Regions from separate parts of the Zea mays genome. Here regions 2 and 3 are each linked to region 1. Evidence: chromatin contacts called from public Hi-C data. All regions are on one chromosome and are shown on one strand. The core of a region is the stretch at or near the end of the contact, and the rest is flanking DNA. Distances in the headings are between cores, read along the strand shown. Region 1 holds the start of LOC100283360 (UBA and UBX domain-containing protein). Region 2 holds the start of LOC542286 (anthranilate synthase homolog1). Region 3 holds the start of LOC100276679.

Evidence for each region. Hi-C and Micro-C count contacts between places; a contact is called where the count stands out from the background.
Region 2: a Hi-C map of ear shows a contact between it and region 1, with 2.6 times the contacts expected there. The contact joins the promoter of LOC542286 here to the promoter of LOC100283360 in region 1. A contact is called at or near these places in 3 of 25 Hi-C or Micro-C datasets (ear, leaf mesophyll and tassel).
Region 3: a contact with region 1 is called in a Hi-C map of leaf, with 6 times the contacts expected there. The contact joins the promoter of LOC100276679 here to the promoter of LOC100283360 in region 1. A contact is called at or near these places in 12 of 25 Hi-C or Micro-C datasets (bundle sheath, ear, endosperm and 4 more) and 1 of 3 datasets of contacts at active chromatin or transcription factors (seedling).

The regions. Positions count from the first base shown.
Region 1 is chr2:42,623,751-42,628,282 of Zm-B73-REFERENCE-NAM-5.0, forward strand. It overlaps LOC100283360 (UBA and UBX domain-containing protein), which reads right to left and starts at 2,574. Exons shown (of 4, transcript NM_001156261.2): 1 at 2,259-2,574; 2 at 210-507. The coding sequence starts at 2,431.
Region 2 is chr2:42,787,712-42,792,243 of Zm-B73-REFERENCE-NAM-5.0, forward strand. LOC542286 (anthranilate synthase homolog1) reads left to right here and starts at 2,330. Exons shown (of 8, transcript NM_001305858.2): 1 at 2,330-2,484; 2 at 2,580-2,755. The coding sequence starts at 2,373.
Region 3 is chr2:42,770,099-42,774,630 of Zm-B73-REFERENCE-NAM-5.0, forward strand. It overlaps LOC100276679, which reads left to right and starts at 2,325. Exons shown (of 3, transcript NM_001150406.1): 1 at 2,325-2,624; 2 at 2,768-2,843; 3 at 3,231-4,251. The coding sequence starts at 2,559. The coding sequence ends at 4,132.

The DNA of each region.
Region 1 (4,532 bases), core at 1,324-3,823:
ATCGGAAGAGCAGGTCTAATGCAGTGGTGAGAGCTGTCTCAATAAGTCACCAGGCCACGGGGTCGAAGCAGTCTCTCTGCATTTGTGAGGGGAAGGCTTTCCTCGGTTTATCCCTTCCCTAGACCTCACTCATGTGGGTGCCTCCGGCACTGGGTTTGCCCCTTTTGGAATAGATCAAATCATTCACAAATATCATGAAAAAAGATCACCTCAAGGAACTCTTCATTTTCAGGATCATCGTAGTATCTCAGTGGACCATCATCCACAGTAAAGCCATTGTTCCACAAATGTATATTGTGGCGTATTCGAATTGGTACTGGTTCCTGAGGTGCAGCAGATGGTACTGTCTCCCCTGTAAGAAGTCGGCCAGTCCCAGTAAAGCTCCTAGAGCTGGAAGACTCGCCACCAAGAAAAGGGGGCATTCCATGGATAGCGCCCGCCTGTCTTGCTTGTTCAAATATTGCATCCACGTCATTTCTTCTTGTTGGATCTTGAACAAGCATTCCACTGGACATTACAAAGATAAATATCAAATTACTCATGCAACAAACAAAAAGGCACAAGGTCAAGTTACAAACTTAAATCCCCTATAAATTTGTGGAGATTCTCTGTAAAGCCAAATATTGAGCTAAACGATCAGGAGATCATGTCCATGTTTTGCATAAAATCTAGATGAAATAAAGCGCGGTCCAAAAAATGGAACAAGATGCCTTCGAAAATAAGGCAAGTAATGGACCGTAAAGCTACAACATATTTCCTTGTCATTCAAAGTAAAAAAAAAAACACTTTTACGCGGAGTATTAACTATGAACATTACTTTCTATTCGATAGCCCTTCATTTCATAGTCAATCTGAAGCCAAAAATAAGCTCACAAGTTGTTGTTCCTCTTGGGATTTGCCTTCCTTTTTACTCCCACATAAGAACCCTCCTCCAGCAATACACCTAAGAGTGCCAACCAGATCAAAAATACCGTCAACGGTATCAGATTCTAGCAACACACCTATGAGTTATTGAACCTTGACTTGTGGCTTTTGTTGGGTTTCAACTCGAGCCTTCCAACTTGCTTGGGACTAACTAACATGCTTTGTTGTTGTTGTCGTTGTTGTTATGACGGTACCTGATTCTAGCACCAGGCCTATGGTGCATCCAAGGAATGAGCTGTAGTCAGCGCCTTTCTCGAATAGACAATTCGTCATACACATTTCGTCATCTCGTATCCCGCCCGAGGGACCCTTCCCCAATTGTCCTGGCATTTCTAGTTCGGATAACCAAGGCACAAGAGGAAACACTCTCGAGCAAGGCCTAAAAGCACACACTCGAACTGGCATCTGATATACCCAAAGCCATTCTAGCAATGCCAGAGGAATGACGTGCTTTTCTTCCATATAATTGTATTTGTGCGCAAGCTACACCAAAATTTAAATAACAAGCAATATGTCCCATAAATACATATTTCCTCTGTTGCGTGATTTAATCATGCTACTAACTATACTAACTGCATCAGATGCTTATTACTCCTCACACAAAGCACAATGCAATTTAAGAGCAATAAGGATAAGAACATTATGGGTTAAAGATAATAATATTTGAATGGCACGTCTTCATGTGACCAAATTTGCATCGTCATGATTTGAGGTGTATGTACAATTTAATGCACCAAAGGGCTTGGACAATTCTCCGTTCAATTTCAGTCAGCATATGTGCCCCAAGTTTGAACTCAATTGTTTTTATTCTGTAGCAGTTGTATTAATTTAGCATTGTCAGTTCAATGCAGAAACAGCTCTAGTTCAGATCACTCGCAATTTCACATGATACGTGTGCGGAGAAAGAAATATCCTGTGGTCCAAAATCTATAAGCAGGCTCACTTCCCAAAGCACGCCAAGGGTAGGCTAACAGTGCATAGTTCTTCTGAAGAATAAAAAACAGACAAATTTTTTATAAGTTGCAACTTGGGAGCATGAGACGGTACTGCTATCGCTCATACCACATCTACAGAAGTCACGGTTGCCCTATATAGCACAGCTCACATGGAAAACAAAGTCAAATCCGCGCAAAAGTAACACACGAAAGACCGTAAAGTTCAGAGGATCAGAGACTTCATCCTGAAGGCTGAAGCCGCTTATCACTCTAACCAGACGACCTAACTAGACCACAAAACTAGGAGGCAGCGGTTACGATGCCCGTACGCACGATCGCAGGAAAATCCCAGCAAAGTCAATCAGGAAACACAGGCCCCCGAGAGAGGCTGAGATATACCTCTTCTCGCCGCCGGTGTAGTACTCCTGGGGCTCGTCGTCATCGCTGCTGCCGCCTCCGGCACCTGGGAAACCGGCAGGGCCACGGTTTATGTCGGCGAGCGTGCGGATGGTGGGCCCCCCGCGGCCGCCGGCGGGCGCCGGCTTCTTCCCGCTGTTGGAGGAGGAGCTCATCGCCAACGATGTGGGGGATCGCGGTCGCGGCGAAGGGGTAGGGTTTGGTAATTTGGTCTTGGCTTGGCGTCGCGTCGCGTCTTGTCACTCAGCGAGTCGAGCCGCTTCCGCTGTGGTGTGTCGAGACTCGAGAGAAAGAGAGAGACTCGCGAAGGCGCGAGGGTCGTGAGTCGTGACATATGGGAGCGGGTATATTAGGAATTGTGATCCGCAGATAATACATATAATTATTTAAAATATTGATTTTATTATTTTATTCTATAAACAATATTATTTATAAAGTCAATTTTAAGATAGAAAAGATATCACACGTTTGCATATAGTCGTTATCCGACTCGAGATAGAATATGCCAAACCGTCGTAGAAGGTCGGTCGTGCAGAAGCGCGGTGAACGCCATGAATTAACCGTGGGGTGTCGGTGTTAAAAATCCTAGACCCACGGGTCATAAGAAATAAGAACATTCTAAAAAGTCACAGTCGATCTTACGAGAAAATCTCCGTCTCGTCCGAAGGCCGAACCCTAGGGTAAGACTGAATCTCTCAAAGGTCGGACGAAATGGAAACAAACAGGGGTTGGGTGAATCGAACAAAAGGCCCAGGGGTCAGATGAAGTGCGCATAGCCCGAGATGCAGCCATACCACAATTAACTGCTCAGTACCTAGTCTCCACTACCGCAACAGTTACCGCGACGTGGCCCGAGGACTAGTCCAGTGCGCTAATAGAAAACAGATCTATGCATGCTCTTTCCAATGGCTATTTGAGAGTTTGGGGCTATAAATATACACCAAAACGAGCCCCCTTAACACACCAATTCACACAAGATCATAGGCTTTCATTCCAAGCATCAGTGATGCACATTAAAGTGATCCAAGTGCCAGTATTTGCGAGAGAGAGCTTTGGTTCAGTTTTGTGCCTGTATTCTTCGATATTTTGGTGTTGTGATTGTGCTCTTGTGTGTGCTTTCTTTCTCCCTCTTGCATTCATTGGATATCAAGCTCCCATCAACTTGTGTATGGCTAGCAAGATACTCTGATCTATGGAGATCTCTGTACGGAAACTGATATAAGAGAAAATTGTGGTCTCAAGTTTGATCTTTATATCACTTGAGAAGGGTTGGGTGCAACTCTCGTCCTTTGGGACACCACAACGGGGACGTAAGCTCTTCAAAGTTGAACCTCGGTAAATGTTGGTACTTGATTTCAATCCCCTGAAGGTATCGAAGATCAAGGCAACACAAGTTAAATATTGTGACCTTCGTCCTTTGGTTTAACACTTCTTCGAAGTGTTGGTGCGAAGGATGAAGGTCTTCAAAAGAAAATGTGAATGAAACAATATGAAAAGACAATGTAAAGCGTTGTGTGAAACTCATCTCATGTGCTTTAGCATTTTTATTCAATCTTCCTTTATGTCAAATGAGTTTACAAGCATACCTTCGGCTCCTTAACACAAGGTGACACGAAGGTTCTTCGAAGTCTAAGCAACACGAAGCTTTGGCCCTTAAAAAGGTACCTTATACATGACAATGTTCATCTATTTATAGGAAAGACAAATCACTTTTATACAAAAATTACAATCATACCCCTCAAGGCTTTACACACATTATTTATAAATTACATCAGGGCAACATTGTATTTTCTCCTTTCTCCGCAGCGCAGATCCTGGCCTTCGTCGCATGAAAGCTTCTTCGTACAAGGCTCAATATTACAAAGGAAGGAGGTGAAGTCAAAAGATGGAGAACCTGTTACACTAGCTTTTGGTTTTATGGAACAATCTTCATACAAGGCTCCTTCGGTTGGATGGCATAGGTTGATAAAGGAAAAGTGTAATGAGATATGTGTAAATTATCTTACTAGGGAGCACGAAGATATGTCATCTATCTTTGGAAGCCGGGGGAAGCTTTAGCTCAATAGAGTCATGAATGTCATTAGTTTTGAGTACCCAGACTATGAAGATCCAGCTATTAACACTAAAACTGTGGAAAAGGAAAAGGGTTTCTAAAGGTATCAGGAAAGCTTCGAAGAAAAACTACAGATGTGGCTACAAAGGATGATGAGTCAGAGGGCGGCAAAGAGCCATCTTCGGGCCCCGAAAAGAAGAAAA
Region 2 (4,532 bases), core at 1,080-3,579, 160 kb after region 1:
CATTTTCAGTGTCTTTTCATGTAGAAGAGTCTGCTAGAAAGAATATTACGGTGATCTATGAGGATAATATTTTGCCTTTAGCCGTCTCATGCATATACTATCAAAGAACTTTAACAGGCACCATGCTTGCCTAACAAGAAGAGCTTAGTTGAGGAGGCTACGTCTAAAAAACATATATCACCTCTTAGGTAGCTTCGGTTCGGTAATTTTGTGTCCTAGGAAAGCCAATGGTTTTTCCTTCTTCCATGCTCATCTCCCCACCAAAAGCTTTTTATCATACAAGTGTCTAACGTGTGCGCTGTGGGTGGTGTTTTTTTAATCATATTAAAGTGTATAAACTAAACATTAGTAGAAATATTTCGACAAGCTAACCAAAACATATTGGGCTTCACAGGAAAGGTACATTCATTGATGAAATTAGGAGCTATCAATGATTCCGCAAACAAAACCTGCTACCTGCAAAACAGTTTACTCAACAGGCTAGAGATACACTACGGAAATCCTGCTATTTGCCGAGTGCTCCATGTAAACATAATAGGAAAGCAATAGCTTATTTTATTCGTGAAAAATATAGAAGTCTTCGGGTCCAGTGTTGCATTCCGAAGAACATCTTGCCTGCAATCTCCATAAAAAAACACCATCTTGCCTGCTGCTGCAGCCTTTGCTACTTTGCAATGACGTTCAGGCGTTCAATGACTGTGTTCAGTCCATGCTAGCTCAAGTCACCGTCGCCATTGGCCACCATGTCCGAGAACATCTGCCGGTGCAGCGAAGCTCTAGGTAGCACGTTGGTCTCCTCCTCGTCGTCTCCGACCTCCAACACCAAGATCATATGACCGGGAATCAAAGCACTTTGGGCTAATTGGCACAATAATCTCTTTCAAGATGGGACAGAGTTTGTTAACACCAAACATTTTGCAGAGCCAGATGACGACGTTGCACAAAATATTGGTCTGTAATCTTTGAGGCCGTCTGCATCTTTGTTTTGTTTTTTTTTCTTTCGGAATTAGCATAATTAATGTGTCATTTGCACGCCTTCAGACATATGAGTGGAAAGGAAGAACTGTTTGATCCCTTTGATGGTCACATCGTCTTCTAGAAGATCCTAATTTCTTTGGATAAATCTACCTGGAAAAGTACCGGAACCTGGGCTTTTATAAGTCCTATTTGGAATAGATCATCACTAGCTTATTTCCTCATCGGAGAAATCCATGCAGAGATGAGAGATCCATGCTGATGTTTGCATTTAGTCTCATCTGCAGGTGTTCAACAATGAAATCGGGTATCACAGAGTCGTCTTTCATGTACAACTTCGTGAAGAAGCGAAAATTTCTGTCCGTGGCGCTGGACAGCACAATTGCTAGAATAGAGAGAGACAGCTGTTCGCTTCGAATTAAAACCAGTTATTCAAAATGTTGCTGCTGCTGCAATTCATTGTGACAAAACACAGTTGAAAGATTAAAACCAAACGAGGTCCTTGCACGGTGTTTCTTTTATAACTCAATCCTTGCACGTGTTGTTTGCCGGTGTAAAGACTTGCATGCTATTTCTAGTTTTTTAATCCAATCTAGTAGTAGACAGTTTGGAGCATAAAAAGTAGAGTGCAACAGATATTTCCGCCCGAGATTCCAAAGTAGCCAATTATTTATCCTAGCTATCAATTCCGCTCGCTAGGAGCGTTTTGTCGATCAAGGAACTTCACTTTAACAGCGGCAAGTACAGTCATCTCTCTTCAATACAGATACGGACGACCGATTCATTCGCCCGGGATCGGATAGAGATCGCATGCATGGACTGTCGACCGATTCCTGCCCCACCCCTGAACATTTTAAAATTAAAATCGATGGACGCATGCGCTAGGCTCGAATCTAACCCAATCCGCTACTTCCTCCCCCCCCTTCCATTCACCTACCAATACCAGCACCACTCGTTCTTTTTTAAAACAATAAAGAAGATGCAACGGAGTGAGACCGGCGTCTCCGGCGAGATCACTGGTGCCGTTTTGACCGCGACGTCGCAGCACCGGAGATCCGCAGGTGTTTACCTGTTCCCTTCCGGGCAGGGCGGGACACCAGCACCACACCACGTCACGTCAGTGCGCGGTGGCGGCGGCGCGAAGTGGAAAACGAGGAAAATGCGCTGCTGCAGCTGCTCCACGCGACTCTCTCTTTCAGTCTTTCTCTCTCTCTCTCCTGTCGTTAATTATTAAACTTTAAACGATAAAAACCCCAGATATCAGCCTGACCCAAAAACGTTTTCTTTTTCACCAATGTCTGTAAAATTCTATTTATAGAGGCAGCAAAACCTCGCCCACTCTACAAACACGTGACACCTCCGCCCACCCTCGCCCCCTCCCTACCGGCACCGCCCAGATGGCCTGCTCCCACATCGCCGCCGCGGGGGTCTCCTCCCCCGCCGCAGCGGCGGCTCGTTCCCCGGCGCATTCTCCCGCTTCCGCCTTCGCGCGCCTCCGGTCGACGCCTCGTACGAATCGCCTCTTCCACCTTCTCTCTCCCCCCCTTCCTGGCTTGGTCCGCCGCACTGTTGACGGGCCGCTTGTATCTGCGTACCACCCGCAGGTTTCGCGAGCGCTGGCTTGTCGGTTAAGGGAAACGGAGCGGCGTTCCCGTTGGTCGCCGCCGCGGGGCCGGCCGCGGCGGCACCGGTGGCCGACCTGGACGGCCGCCCGGCCACGGAGAAGCAGCCCATCATCGTCATCGACAACTACGACAGCTTCACATACAACCTCTGCCAGGTAATTTGTCGTTCTATGTTTCCTGTTGTGGGGGGCCTGTTCCCTTCCGAAATATGGTGTGGGTTATATGTGATCTGTGCGTGCGGTATCCTTGCGACTGGAGATGAGTGGCGGCTGCCTCTGCCTGCGGGCTGTGGCCACACAGGTGGGGTGGGTTCATACTTTGCACGTACCATAGTTCCTGTTTGCGGTTACACATCTGGTTGCAGCTGCAGCAAGCATTTCTGGACATTTGTTTGGACATCTTCCCTCGTTGAGTTGTGTAGTGTTTGGTTGTTGCAAGATGAATTGCTATGCCCAGGTGGGATAGTTTCTTTCATGTGTTGCTCACGATGTTAGTTCAAGAATATTTGCAAGATGAATTGCTGTGTGCAGGGTGAATCTAGAATTTTCTTATGCCGAGGGCCAAGTCAAGTCCATTAAATTTCCTTCCCTTCCTTTTTATATTAACTATTTTTTAGACTGGATCAAATAAATTTATATGGACTTGTATGGATCATGCCCCGGGCCACGGACCGGGTGGCCCGGGGTTTAGATCTGCCCCTGGCTGTGCAGAACTGGAATAGTTCCTTTCACGTTTCACTCGTGATGTTAGACTATCCGCAGCGGTTCCCTCCATATCATCCCCCTAAAGCCCATTTCTTCACACCCTTTAAAAGATTCCATCCCTCTAAATACGAACACCCGTAGTGATTCCCTCTAAATTCATCTCCCTATGCATAATACACCATATTCCTAATATATTTTTAATTAGTTTTTTACATATGTATTTGTCATAGTCTAAAACGACACGTACATATTAATTCTATGTTTAATTCTTAGTTTAGAGTATAAAAAATTAGGGGAAAGAGAAAGAACACCCTAGATTTAGGGGTAGGAGGACCTACGCATAAATTTGGGGTATTCTTTAGAGGCAACCATTGCGGCTTAGGGTGCCCCTAGAGCTCTAGGTGCAACCCCAGCGAACCGTCTTAGTTCCAAAGTAAGATGCATTATATGCATATACATGCAATTTTTTGTCTGTGTTTTTAGTAAATTTGTTTGTTTGTGACAATGTTATGATTTTTATTGTCGCTTTGCAATTGCATCGTGCTTTTTTCAAGTGTGCATGTAATGAGATCAACTGATAGGATATAATGATCACAAGGATGCTAGGAATGTATTCCATGATGCTGTTATACATTATGAACCTTTTGATGGAATTTGTATCTGCTATTAGTAGGCATCCATACTTGGGGGGAAATACCCATCTGTCACATTCACGTCCTAAACGACTATGTTGTCACTCTCTGTAAAGTGTAAACAAAGTTACATAAGAAACCTTTTGTAGGCAGTAGGCACACTTGCTTGAAAATTGCACTTTTAGGTCGATAATATAACGGTAAAACCAGAATCATAACAGCATTCTTTATTCTTGGTGTTGTGTGGATCATGTGTTATCGTGTTCCCTTTTCCACAGTATGCTTATAACGTTCCTTTATTGCAAAATTCGGACTTAAAACACGAACACTATGTTTGTTTGGTAGCTACCGACTTAACAGATTCTGTGCCCATTTCCGTTGAGTATCTTCAAGTCTTTGCTACCTTTCTTTTTTCTGCCGAGAATAGCTTTGCACTGGAACTTAGGTACTGTTTGTTTCTACAAAGGCAACATAGGTAATGGAACGGGAAGTGAGTCAACAATTTACTTATTTTGTTTGGTCCCGTTGCGGCAATCGGAAAGCAAGTTTGTTTTGACGCTGACGACAGCGTAAGCGGTTACCGCCCAGGATCAGGC
Region 3 (4,532 bases), core at 1,075-3,574, 150 kb after region 1:
GGAGCAAAAGAAACCGAAGGCAGCCCTGGTCTGGCGCACCGGACTGTCCGGTGGGCCACCGGACAGTGTTCGGTGCACCACCAGACAGTGTCTGGTGCACCAGGGTGAATCCACTCGAGCTGCTCAGCTTCAGGTTTCTAGAAATGGCTCTCCGCTATAATTCACCGGACTGTCCGGTGTAGCACTGGACTGTCCGGTGTGCCATGCGGAGCAACGACTACTGCGCCAACGGTCGAGTTCAACGGTCGGCTGACAACACTACAGTGCGGACTGCGCGCGCAGAAGTCAGAGCAGGCGCCAGAAGGTGCACTGGACAGTGAACAGTGACTGTCCGGTGGCCCCACATGTCAGAGCTCCAATGGTCGAACCCTAACGGTTGGGTGACGTGGCTGGCGCACCGGACTGTCCGGTGCGCCCATCGACAGCGGCCTTCACCAACGGGCATTTTGGTGGTTGGGGCTATAAATACCCCCAACAACCACACTTCAAGGCATCCAAGTTTTTCAGCCAACACATTCAATACAAGAGCTAGTGCATTCAATACAAGACACAATTAGATTGAATCAAAGTCTCTTCAAGTTCCAATTCCACTTAAAGCAATTAGTGACTAGATGAGAGAGTTTTGCCCGTGTTCTTTGAGCTCTTGCGCTTGGATCTCTTTTCTTCTTCCCCATTTCTTGTTCTCAACAACTTTGTAATCAAAGCAAGAGACACCAATTGTGTGGTGGTCCTTGTGGGGACTAAGTGTCCCAATTGATTGAGGAGAAAAGCTCACTCGGTCTAAGTGACCGTTTGAGAGAGGGAAAGGGTTAAAAGAGACCCGGTCTTTGTGACCACCTAAACGGGGAGTAGATTTGCAAGAACCGAACCTCGGTAAAACAAATCATCGTGTTACACTCTTTATTTGCTTGTGATTTGTTTTTGCCCTCTCTTTCGGTCTCAATTATATTTCTAACGCTAACCACAACTTGTAGTTGTGCTTAAAGTTTATAAATTTTAGATTTGCCTATTCACCCCCCTCTAGGCGACTTTCAATACCTACTCTTTATAGACCCATAACACTGGCATTTCGAACATGACTCCCATATGACACATTAAATATGTGATGTTCAATGTTACAACATGACAGATGCACTATTACCATGGCTTAGGCAGCATGGTACTAAAGACCACTATTTGGTATGTGCATCACCCTTGTAGCCATGTGTGGGCATGCCAATGTATCATGAAGCATTGATGAGTATAAATTGATACAACGACTACCAACTCCACCGTATTCCATGACATAAACTCCAACATCTATATAAGCAACATAAGAAGGATATCCCTGATGCCATGATCGAGGGCATGACTCCGCGTATGGCTTTGTGACCAGAATAAGATCGAGGTTATTGGCTCTTATTTAACCAAATCCATCGTCCAACTAACATGTAAACTCTCTCCTCCCTCTATATAAAAGGGGAACAAACTGAATACTATGGGCATACATTCAGAGGCACATGAGTCTCCCAACACAGATACACAATCCTAACAAACTAAAGAGGTCGCTACGCCACCTCTTTGGAGGATTCATCCAGAAACATAGGGATTCATTCTCACATAGGGTCCAATAACCTATAACTCTTGCTAGAGCAAAGTGCAAAGGGAAACTAGGTGGTCATGGTGCTATGTTGGTTCTTGAAGTTATAATTTTCTTCGCCTTTGTGTTCATTAGTCGATAAGTAGGAAAATAATATAAGATATTATGCCTATCATAGCCTTAACCTATCTAAACTGACCACATGTAGGTTTTTGATCATGCCAGATTTAATACGTCACTTGCCTGCGTTCTCTCTAATATTCTTTTTAGAATTTTACTGTGTGTCCACAGCGACACAAGTAGACATAAGAGGATGAGGATAGACTAGAAAAAACTAGACAAAAAAGATGCATGTTTGTTTGACTTTAATTCGAAATGGCCTTTACTTTTGTATATAATATTCTGTCTTTATGGATTGCAGCTGTATCAGTCCGTTTAAATCCGCTAGATCATTAATATAATATTAGATGTAGAATAGATATAGATTAATATTATAAACATTGATATCATTTATTAATTATAAATAAAAAATATATAAAAAACGTTCACACCCCCGGCCAAAGAAAAGATCCTCACGGAAACGAGGCAGCACTCAGGTATGTCCCGTCCCGTCTTTCGCCCCTGCGCGGATCGGAGGGACCCGATCCGACGGCACCTTCTCCCTCGGAGGAGGGTATTTCCGTCATTTTCTCAGAGAGCGCCGCTCTGGATCAAACTGCAACGGACGCCCCAAACGAAAAGGCCCAACAGATTTCGTCTCCATTTCCTCCTTTCTTTCCACTAAAACTCCGCCCCCGTGTGCCGTGTTATCTATCCACCCATCGGTTCGCCTTCCTCTCGCCGCTCGCCGCATCGCTTTTTAGGGTTTTCTCGCTCCTGCTCCCCCATCCTCCGCACCCTCGCTCCTCCCAACGCACGCGCGTCGACGACGACCGGCAGCCGCGCATCTGTCCGCCGCCGCCACTCACTACAAGGAGAAATGGGCAACAGCGACGCTGCATCGCCCGCATCGGCGGCCGCCGCGCGCGACTCCAAGAAGAAGAGGGTAAGAGCGGGCTATTTTCCTTTCGGGGTGGGGTCGGGGCGATCTCTCTGGTTCGGTTCCTGGTTTGGTTTGGTTTGGTTTGATTTGATTGCGCAGCGTGCCGATCTGATCTGAGTTCTGTCCTTTTATGGTGTTCCTTTCAGGGGAGCCGCTCGGCGGCGAAGCTGAAGCAGAGCAAGCGCGACACACGCCGTGAGCAGTTTCTGTCTAGGGGGCAAGGTCTGATCTCATGTCTGGTCTGTGCGATACATTAGTCTTAATCCGTGTTTGTGATTTTGGGGATTTCTGGTTTTCGATTGACGATTCGGCAGTGGTGTGCATGACGGATTTGAGCTCTCCATGCGTTGGATCGCGGTTTTTATATACAAAGTTATGATATTTTTTGTGAGACGTTTTGACCTTCTTCTGGATTTAAGCTCTCCATGCGTCGGATCAAGGTTATCTTCTCTGAGACGTACTTCTGAAATTTATGTTTTTCAGGTGCTGCTTCTGAATGCTACGTCTGTTCGTTGATTGGGGATTGTGGTTATATAGCTGTAAAGTTTGTGTTCTTTTTTATGGATTCGTTTTAAATCTGATATACCATTTCGTTTTGGATTGGTTCAGGCAATAAGGATGCCAAATCTGCAGCTTCGCCAACAGGAGCAGTTTCTGGGTCGCCCATACTCGCTTCCCCGCACCCTCCACTTCCTCGTCGCCGTGCTGATTCCAGATCAAGGGGCAGTGATCCGGAGGATAGGGATGAGGCTATTGCTGCTGGCCTTGAGGCAGATGGCAGTGGCCTTGACTCCCCAGGCTCAGACAAGCGCCAAAGTGGTGACTGCCCTCAGAGGAAGGGGTTCCCTGGCAATGGCGGTGGTCCCAGCCTCAGCAGTGGAAGCAGTGTATGGTCCAGCTCAAGGAGTGTGAGTGATGCTGAGGAGGATACAGGCGGCCCTGAGGATGAGAGTGAAGTCTTCGATGATTGGGAAATGGCTGCTGATGCGCTTTATGTCGATGACAGTTCTTGTAACCAGAGTTCAGGTCCCACACCGACACTCCCACAAGCTCCGACCACTGCAGAACCTTCTCATGCAGCGAAACCAGAACCGATTCAAAGCAAGACAAGGGCTTGGGCACCGGATGACATATTTCGACCACAGAGCTTACCCAGCATCTCCAAGCAGACCAGCTTCCCAGCAAGCATTGGTAACCGCTGGCAGGATATGGGAATGAGTGCTGCGCAGCAGGGAATTCTTTCATTGCCGCTGTCGTGCCCCATTTGCTGTGACGATCTTGACCTGACAGATTCGAGCTTCTGTCCCTGTCCTTGTGGGTTTCACATGTGCCTCTTCTGCCACAACAGGATCTTGGTGGAAGATGGGCGCTGCCCAGGTTGCAGGAAGCAATACAACACAGTTTCTGCAGCAGAAGGCGGCGGTGGAGGTGGCTCAAGAGCAACAGTTGGGACTGGACGAGAGATGGAAAAGCGACTGTCCCGTTCTTGTAGCATGGGTCCAAGTTACTAAACTGCCAGGGTTATGCTAGATCTATGTTGTAGCGCTACCCGTTGCATGTTACTGTCAGATATGCTCGTTTTTTGCGTATCGTCTGCTTTTGGTATAAAGAAATGTGAATATTCGAAATAGGTGCTGAATCCATATAGACTTGTCCAGAAACTCAGTTCCATACCGTTCTCGTTGCATGTGATGCATATGTTGCTGGAGAGGACTGTTTGTTGCTTACAGTTTGTGAGATAATATATATGCCATATAAGGTGACTGTTTTGTCCTTGTCTACGAGTATATGGGCACTTGAGCAGTAACTGTTGTTTATTTAATTTTAGACATTAAGTTTAGGTATTCACAATCTCATTCTTTGTGTTGGATTTATTATCTGTTCCCTTTATCTGTTGGTTGTACTTTATTT